Linked DNA regions of Arachis hypogaea: region 1 is linked to region 2. The links are chromatin contacts, called in public Hi-C maps. All regions are on one chromosome and are shown on one strand. The core of a region is the stretch at or near the end of the contact, and the rest is flanking DNA. Distances in the headings are between cores, read along the strand shown. Region 1 holds the start of LOC112769000 (diacylglycerol kinase 5). Region 2 holds the start of LOC112773233 (transcription factor MYB102).

The links. Hi-C and Micro-C count contacts between places; a contact is called where the count stands out from the background.
Region 1: a contact with region 2 is called in a Hi-C map of an unstated tissue, with 4 times the contacts expected there. The contact joins the promoter of LOC112769000 here to the promoter of LOC112773233 in region 2. A contact is called at or near these places in 4 of 8 Hi-C or Micro-C datasets (leaf and an unstated tissue).

Annotation. Positions count from the first base shown.
Region 1 is chr18:9,536,315-9,541,689 of arahy.Tifrunner.gnm2.J5K5, reverse strand. LOC112769000 (diacylglycerol kinase 5) reads right to left here and starts at 2,674. Exons shown (of 15, transcript XR_011876700.1): 1 at 2,444-2,674; 2 at 2,017-2,275; 3 at 1,613-1,735; 4 at 1,347-1,475; 5 at 793-878; 6 at 251-374.
Region 2 is chr18:9,395,375-9,400,277 of arahy.Tifrunner.gnm2.J5K5, reverse strand. LOC112773233 (transcription factor MYB102) reads left to right here and starts at 1,390. Exons shown (of 3, transcript XM_025818302.3): 1 at 1,390-1,607; 2 at 1,684-1,813; 3 at 1,892-2,779. The coding sequence starts at 1,472. The coding sequence ends at 2,591.

The DNA.
Region 1 (5,375 bases), core at 1,425-3,924, 140 kb before region 2:
AGGAAAACCAAAGTTCATTCCCAAGTTCAGAACAAAACAGCAATTCATGCCCATAGTCGGTGTAACTGTAATAATAAACCCTCCTGTCTCAACTGGTATTTTCTTAAATAAATTGTCAAGTAAAATGGATAACCCAAATTCAAGTCAAATCAGACTGTAGCATATGAAGCAAAGCATATTTCCTTGAAATTCCTATAGTTGCACCATGAACCTGATTAAAAGTGTACATAGTCAAAGGTACATATCTTACAATATTTTGTTCATCTGTCTCGGATACGCGATGGAAGGCATGCAAAGAATGCGGTAACTCAAGAGGTGCAATCGGATCACAGGGACCTTCTTTTGGAATCCTCATTCGCATAAGAATGTGCCAACTGATGGTTAAGAAAAACAAAGAACAACCATCAGGAATCTTAAACAACATGTAGCCCTTAAATATTCATTGTATATTTGCTCTGGATTAAGGAGCACAAGAACCGGAGTTGGGGAATCATGACAGATAAAATCAAACTCAATGTCCAAACAATAAACAACTCAAACCTACTAAAACAGAGATACTAATAACACTTTTCAAACAACAGCAAGCAAGACAGCTTAAGAACAGCATTAGATGTAAACACAAAACATAATATTTTTAAATGGTAAAAATGTATCTTTTAATTTAAAAAAAAAAATTGATTTATTTTTATCCCACAAGAAAGACAAACAAATGGGTGGCAGCATAACAAAACATATCGAATTACAAAAAAATAAAAATAAAAGGAAAAGAAGAATAGGACCAAAATTCATTACTTGTCTATTTTCATTGATTTAGCCTTCATTACTTGATCTAAAAATGACTTCACTGAATGCTCGTTTGTTCCTGGGTTCTTCTTTCCCTGTAATAAAGCAGCAGAAATTATGAGTCCCTTCAATTTTTTTTTTCACGATTCTGATGGACAATTTATCATCACAATTCTCAGTGAAGATAGGTGCTCATGGTGCACTTAGTTGGATTATGCTCATACAATTAATAAATTGTTATTTCAACTAAACAAATATGATAATATTGTAGGTCCTAGGTGAAATGTCGCTCTTAGTGTCAAGACTAAAGTATAGTCCACCTAAAGCTTTCTCCAACTTCTACTCAGAATTGAAGGGCCTTGTGTAAACCCCAATTCTTTATATATACATGGGAACCAAAATAATTCAAGAGTTAACTTAATCAGCATAAAATGATAGCTCCTTAAAACCCATTATATGTGAAAATGTAGCTATTGAACCATGAATTCATGGTAGAGTCAGAGATAATAATGCCCTACTTGTACTTCAATAAAAGCCCCCCAAAATGAAGCGTGATTTCTTACCCAGCCAAAAGCAAAAGGTAGGTTATTCCCTGTGCCCAAAGGAACCGTGGCTATTGGTGGCGGATGGGACAATTTGAGATCACAAACAACTCCAAGTAGCCAGCCCGCTGTTCCATCACCCCCAGCAACCTGAAATGCATATCAAATGTCACTGACGTCAGAAACTCATAAGATCAAGGACATCAAATTGTCAGAAACTCAAAAATTTTGGAGTTGATGATTGTTTAAAGATGAATTGATCAGGATCAAAGAGAATATCAACTCACAATTAATCTCAGACTTTCCATAATCCTTGTAGCAAGTTGATCACCTTGAACCTTGAGTCTCTCCAAGTTAGCATAGACTCTGCTCAGTACCTTCTCGGGAGCTTCTTCTCCTAAATCAAAAACCTGAAAATTCACACGCCCTGCTCAGTCTCTCACACACACAAAATCAAAGTCTCAAAATTTCTGCAAAAGGTGCCATCAAAATTTCTGTCCACAAATGCAATTGCAGCCACAATATTATTATTGATTTATTGTAGAGGTTTCCAACACTGTATTACAGCATAGAGCCCCCTAGATCAGTCATATTTTTTCGGCAATTTTACCCAATATTAATATTCAATAAATCACAAAGAAACAGTAACCGTAACCGGCAACGGCAATCAAAATAATGTCTACTAAGGCACCTGTTTTTCGTTGAGAAGAGCACGGTACGTTTTCAATAGGTCCCCTCCTAGCTGGCCACCGCTTTTGGAGTTCGCAAAAACAAGCACCGGGCACTCAGGTCCATTGCCACGGGCGATCTGGCTGCTCTCAGCCGCAGACTCCGGCACGAGCACGTAACTCGGGATCCAAAAGTTCTTCAAGAATTCGGAGTCGCGAGAAGCCATTGCTATAGTCAGCTTCCACTCACAGTATCGCGCTTTCCTCGAGCTTAGTAATTTGCTAACAACAAAGGATAACAAATTTTGAAGTCAAAATTGTCAAAATTTAAATGCAAGGTGACGTTGATCAGAAAGAGAGTATAGAGAATTCCATTTGAGAGCATAGCGAATGAAGTTGAATTGTGTATGTTCAGTGAAAAGGAAATGAAAACGAAGATGAATAATTTACCTGGTGGAAGGTGATGCGGATCACGGTGAAGATCTGAGAGCGTGAAAAGGATGCAGAAGATTCAGACAAGAGAGGAAGGTGACAACTGAACACGATAAGCGTCAAATAAAAAGAAAAGCGAGTTGACTCGGCGCGTTTGACGAGTCAGAGATAAAGGAGGCCAAAAAGACCCAATGGCGAACTGCAGTCACATTCGCCGCGGGTCCATGTGTTTGTGTTGGGATATTTCTCAATTCTCGACTTGTATCTTAGAATATTTATTTACTATTCTAGAAGATATCATTCATGGCGTCTTAGAACTTTCAAATGCGAATTTTCATTTCAAGAAATACTGCATTATGTTTTAATTTAATGATTTATTGCTAATAGGCACATGGATCAAATTAATGAAGAACAGCTTAGATGTTACTTAACAACAGCACAAAACTACGGTATTTTATCTATTATTTACTCAACTAAATTCAATGGATCAAACCAATCAAGTGTAATTTACACAATTTATTCTCCTATGAGTTTCCTTAGTAATATATTATAGCATATACGTATCCGCATGATGCACAAAAAAGTATTTATTTTTCTATATTTATATTTAAAATATATACTTTTAAAATAAATTATTTATAAATATATTATTTTATATAAAATAATTATATATATTTTTTGTTATTTATACTAATCCTAAATAACTTATAAAAAGTATTATATGCAATAAATAAATAACTCAATATCTATAAAAAAATAAAATAAAATATTTTAAAGTGGATTTTATATATATTCACTAAATACTATCAAATTAATAATAAAAATAATAATATATTAATTTGAGTTGTAAAAATAAACTTTTTTTTCAGAAACTCTCTAGCTTGAATAAAAAACAATTAAGGTATGTCTCAAAAATGCAAGCAATCCTCATGCCAGCAGTTAAGTTTTGCCATTACTTGTTGTGCTACAAGTTTATGATTCGCACCGATCACAAGAGCATTAAGGAGATACAAGCTTAAATTATACAAACACCAGAATAATAACTATGGCTTTCGAAGTTGTTGTGCTATGATTTTACTATATATAAAATATAAGAAAGGGAGCGAGAACGAGGAAGCGGATGCCTTGTCAAGATCATTCCTCTTCCTCAGTGATAAATTGTTCCTTCCTAGTTCCTACCTCAATTACGAGAGGAACTCAAGACATATATACCAGCAGATGAGTTCACTAAAGCTCAAATTCAGTCAGGTATCTCCTATAGCGACAAGACTTATTATGGTTAAGACAATTATGCGAGAGTATCACGATTTCTTACTTGGAGGACATGCTGGATATCAAAGAATTTTAATAATGATATCAGCACAATTTTATTGGAAGCGTATGGCCAAATCAATTAAGAATTATGTTGCCGCTGGTACCACTTGTCAACGAGTAAAATATAGTACTCAGCTACCAGCGGAATTGCTGGAACCGCTCCCCTTCCCATCTCATATTTGGCAGGATATTTCAATGGATTTTATTATTGGGTCTGTTATCCTGGTGGTGGTGGATCCCTTGTCGAAGGTCACTCATTTTATTTTCTTGCCGGCGGATTTTACTGCCCATAAAGTTGTGAAGGCATTTGTTCGAAACGTGGTGAGCGTACATGGCATTCCTCAAACCATTGTCTCGGGACAGAGATAAAGTGTTTACCAGTGAATTTTAGGAACAATGTTGTGGCAAGCAAGAGATCCTATTGGCTCGGAACTCTGTATCACCTAGAAACTGATGGACAGACTAAGAGCTTCAATCGTTGTTTAGAAATGTACTTACGCTGCTATACTCAAGAGAACTCCTGCGATAGATACCATCTCTTTTTTTGGGCAACTTATAATTACAATACGTCCTATCATTCGGCAATTGGAATGTCCCGGCCCCTTCAAAGCTATTTTTGGTAGGGATCCCTTCTCTCTAATTCATTATGAGCCTTCTGAAACTGATACTCCAGCAGTTCAAAAGCATTTACAGCAGTGAGATAAGATTTTAGCAGCCCTCAAGATAAACCTCCAACGAGCTCAACTACACAAAAAGTGGAATTCAATGTCGAAGACTATGTTTTTTGTAAAACTGCAACCTTATCGTCAACAATCAGTGGCATTATGGAAGAATCAAAAGCTTGGCACGAGATATTTTGGGACAGATTAACAAAGTTGTTTATCGACTACAACTGCCACCAGAGTAAAGATACACCCCGTTTTTCATGTATCATTACTGAAGAAGTGTAAAGGAGAACCAGGAGCTATTAATATTCCTATGTCATTGCTCCTGGATGAGCCGGGTATGAAAGTACAACCACAACTTATTTTGGGATGCAAAATGGTGAAGAAGCACGACTGTTGGCAGGAAGAAGTCCTTATCAAATAGCAAGGCTTATCCGAGGAGGAGGCAACTTGAGAACCATATATATGAAGTAATGCAACAACAATTTACTAAGTTCTACCTTGAGAACAATGCCATTTTTAAGAGGGGATAATGATACAAAGAAGGAAAATATGGCTATAGTTGAGGACTTGAGGTCCCATCACATGTACCAAATGAGGTGATGAAAAGAGGACTTTGCAACCCAAGGAAGAAAGGAAACATAATCGAATTGGTTAGTAGAAATGATCAAAAGGCGTGAGAAGGCATCAAGAAGGGTGTCGAGTAAATTGTGATTCTCTTCTTTGCTGAATCTCTCTTTTCCCTGACCTATCTTTATTAAACTTCATTTCCTTATCTTCTATGTTCTTGACTTGCCGGTAATCTCTCTAGGACAAATGAATAATACTCATGCATACAATTTCGGCGCTTTTTAATTTGAATATGGAAGCAAAGGAAGTGTTAGACTTGTGTATGGAGAGGAGGGGTGCTTCACCTCGTTGTGAGATCAGAGGAAGCAGAACTCGGACCATGCGATTTGTGAAGCAAAATT
Region 2 (4,903 bases), core at 141-2,640:
AATAACTAATTTTAATAACACGCATAAGCTATAAAATATGCATAAAACGAAATGAGATGATAAATTTATAAATCGCAGTGAAATTAAAAATATAATTCTTATTTTGACACCAAATAAGTTAATGTGCTCCGATCGCGATTAGGATATCATTAGGATCTAAACCCATATGTTTATAGATTATATGTCAATGATTTGGCCTATGAAAAAAAAGAAAAGGGTAAAATTTCAAATCTATTCAAGAATGATATACTATGATACAACCTATTAGGCTTGGTATTATGCAATTAATAAAATAATTTGATAGCATAGATTTAAATCATATAAACATTTATCTATTATGATTGAAATTTATACTTTAATGCGCATATGATACCTATTTAAGAAGTTTCCTATCTTGAGTGACCGACTGGTGTAATGTAAAAACTTGGCAATCAAAGAAGAGGTAACGGTAATGTATAGGATAAGTTAGAACCTTACAACTTATAAGACGTGACATTAGCGTGTAGAGAAATTCAAAATGAAAGCTCAGAAGGGTGAAAAATGTAACCCTACTAAAACCAAGTAGTAAGTTATGTAACAGAAAAACACATTTTCTCCAATGTTGATAAGGGAACTTAACAACCTTACCGTCCATTGCAGCACAGGATGAATCTAAAAGACTAAAACCAAGGTCAAACTCAAAAACTTTCTCATCATGCAAGAAGAGTCAGCTCCATCCCTTGTCTTCATTCCTTGTTTTATATACAACCAATGTTGATTGTTCAAGTTTACATTCGTATATGTATACTATATATTCATTAAAAAAATATTATTTATATATTAAAATTAATTATTAATATATTTATTTATAAATACATGTATAGTTTAATTTATTTTTTAATATATATTTATATTTTAACATATATTTTATATTAATAATTAATTTTGATAACTGATTTTAGTGTGTATATAATATGAATGATTAATTAATTACTAATATACTGAACAAGACTACTTTAGGTAGATTTTATTCCAATTATTCTATAGGTATTAGTATATATGTACGTCTTTACTACCCTTTTTAACACTTACAAAAATATATTTACCAATTACTAATTAATACGGTAAAATTACAAGATAAGATCGAATTAATTAGCCAGTGCATATATTTTGTCATCATTAGTAGGGTGTTTGATGAGTTAAATTAATGACTTTGAAAAATTAGTTCGCCACTGAATATATGCATATACGTATGGATATAGCATATACGTAGAAACGCAAAATGAATGTATAGAGACTAGAGAGTACGTGGCAGTAGGGCGGCGCCAAATCATGTTGACTTCAAACATAAAAGAAACCCCTGCTTTTTCCTCTTGTGCTATAAAAACACATAGCCAAGTGTTCCTTTTCACTAGAATCTTCATTATTCCACACACCCTACATACCCTTTTGAAATACTAAATTAATATTCTTGTGCTTGTTAGCTACCACAATGGGAAGAGTACCTTGTTGTGACAAGAATAATGGACTCAAGAGAGGTCCATGGACACCAGAGGAAGATCTCAAGCTTGTCCACTACATCCAGAAACATGGACCTGGAAACTGGAGATCCCTCCCCAAGAATGCCGGTAAGTTTATTTATTATAATATTCTTTTATTTCACTTTCTTTTAATTCATGTAGATTAAAAAAATCATAATCATAGGTCTGCAAAGATGTGGCAAGAGTTGCCGCCTTAGATGGACAAATTACCTAAGACCTGATATCAAGAGAGGAAGATTCTCCTTTGAAGAAGAAGAAACCATCATCCAGCTTCACAGCTTCATGGGGAACAAGTAAGCCTTAGAACAACACGTATTATGTTAAACAGTTTAGTCAAATATATCAGACAGTAATAATGTTTCTGCGTTTAGGTGGTCTGCAATAGCTGCGCGATTGCCAGGAAGAACGGACAATGAGATAAAGAACTACTGGAACACACACATAAGGAAAAGGCTGCTAAGAATGGGGATTGATCCGGTTACTCATGCGCCGCGACTCGATCTACTGGACATGTCCTCTGTATTAAGATCAGCTTTAGGGAACCCCTCATCAATTCTGAATCTGCAAGGCTTGTTGGTCAACCCTGAATTGCTGAAGCTTGTAGCCACTGCATCCCTATTATCTCATCAGACTCAGAATCTACCACAACTGATCAATGCTGGGGCGAATTCCGATTCTCAACAACTACTGAATCATCAGTTTCAGATACCAAATCAAACCACCAATGTGATTGACTTGGTGAGTAATAATAATTGTAACGCGATGAATAATTCATTTGCTACTACTCCTTCTTCATATCTTGGGGAGAATTTGAATGTGTCTCAGCAAAACCAAGTTGATTTGTTAGAGAATGAATTGTTACAGTACATAAACAATGGTAGTAGTGATCAAAACATGGGGTATGAATCGGTTATGTCGACGCCTCTGTCGACCCCAACAACAACGCCTTTGACTTCATCATCAACTTATGTGAATAGCAGCAACACAGAACAGGAAGAGAGGGACACCTATTGCAGTGAGCTTTTCAAATTAGAGATTCCAGAGAGTCTTGATATTAATGACTTCTTGTAAATATATATATCTACTTTAAAGTAGTTTGCAATTTTCTTTTTCCTTTTGTTGTAATATTTGATTTTGGACCATACAGAATTTGTACTTTGGTTGTTATTTTAATTCTTTGTTTTCTTCAATTTCCAGTTGTCAATACCTGTGTTGATAACAAATGTCTTTATTTTATAAACAGCTTCTCTTTTTTGCAATCTCTAGTTTTTTTTCCCCCATAGATTTTCCCTAGCTAGTTACTAATTATGTATATAATAGAATAATAGTTATTATTATTGTATCTTTGCAATTTTCATAATAAGCACTTTCTTTTTATGAGTCAATTTCTAAGTTAAACTTTTCTCACCTAATAAAGGAGAAAAAAGGTATATTAGATGGTAACGGAATCTTGTATAAGGGAATGTTATAAATTATTAACAATACTAGGTGGATATTAAAATTAGCCACTAAAATTAATTATTAATATAAAATATATGTTATAATATAAAATATATATTAAAAATAAATTAAATAATATATATTTATACACAAATATATAATGATTAATTTTAATATATAAATAGTGTTTTTGATAAAAATTTATATAATACAACTTATTATCAAAGAAAACTATCAACAATCTTGCTCCACCATTAGTTGGAGGAATAATTATTTGAACCCAAAATTAAACTTTGTTTCAATATAAAGACAACAAACAGACAATTTACAATTTAATTTTCTTGAAGTTTTTCATAATTACTTCATATACTCATAGAAAATAGAAGCAACTTAGATGTAGAGGTGATAAAGTGGGTATAGTCCTCTTTCTTTTTTCATTTTGTTCTATTCTATCAAAGTTTAACTAAATATGAGGTAGACTACTCTGCCCTATTAAATAAAGTGGATTTAAAATATTATCTCATTCTGTTTTATGACAAATTGACGGATCAACGGGTCGGATTATCGCGTTTAACATTCTCTTTTAAAAAATTAATTAAAAAATAATAATTAAAAAATAAATATAAATAAAAAATAGTCAAATTATAATATATTTTTTTATTTTTTTTTATTTTTAACTTTAATATAATTATTTAAAATAATATCTATCAATAAAATTATTTTTATTTTTAAAAAAAATTATATAATTTGAATATATATATGAAAGTGTAAAATAAAATAACTAAAGTTAATAATAAAATAAAAAAATATTTAAAAATGATATAATTTATAATTTTTGTAGCACTAATAATCACTTTTTTATTTTAAAAAAAAAAACTTTGGGTCAGTAGATTGGCCGTCCCGTTCTATTAAAATTCGCAAATTTGATAATTTTTTAATTTAGCGGATTTAAAATACTAGTTTGACTTGCTTTTTTGGTAAATTTGACGAGTCAGGTTTGACGGATTCAGCCTATTTTCTCGTCCCGGTTAGATGTAAGACCATTTCATATAAGATACTAACATATTATCTGCCAACTTATTGCCAACAATAATTAATTATTATATTTTAAATACATATATAAAGAGACACATCTAGAAAATATATCTATAAAGAAACTTCTATTAAACACAACTATAAAAAGACATTTTTATTAGACACATCCACGAAGATACTTCTATGAAATACAATTATAAATAAGAGTTGGCAGAAGTTGGCAGATATAGTGTTGGTAACGTAGCAGAACCGTTTCAAAAAATAGAGAGATTGCACAGTGTGTGGTGATGAAGGTTCTCATAGAGGTTAATTTTAATTGGCACGAAACATCATTTTCCATCACATGCCAGATTCTTATCCAAAGTTGCTTCAAAGTTGTACATGTGTGTGTACACAGTACACCACAGACTTTTGAAGATCGTGAATAATGATGATGCTTTAGACCAACGAAAACGCGAGCTTTAATTACCTCTATTTCATGCGCTTTAATAATTTCGTATCTATAGTCTTCAATCATCATCGCTAGCTAGCTTATATTATCCTTCTTCTATTTGCCTTTCGGCACACAGGGAGTGTGAGTTGTCGTGTGCCATTATTTCAAAGTTGATCTTTGACATTATTTATGATTATGATTATGCTTATGAATGCGGCGATAAAAGTGAATTCTTGTCATTACATGCTCAATTATTCTAAAAAATTCTGTAGGAATTGCTTCAACGAGAAGTGGGAAACGAAAGAACTTGCCATTTTGTGGAGATTGTGGTGTTGGCATATTTGTGTCCATAACTTCATGTGTATGAACAAAGAATGCAAGCGGAGAAGGTTGTATTTTATAGGGTATCTTTTTACTTTCACATTTAGATATGAGACATTGCGATAAGGTGGATTTGTTCCTCACTCACCCACGA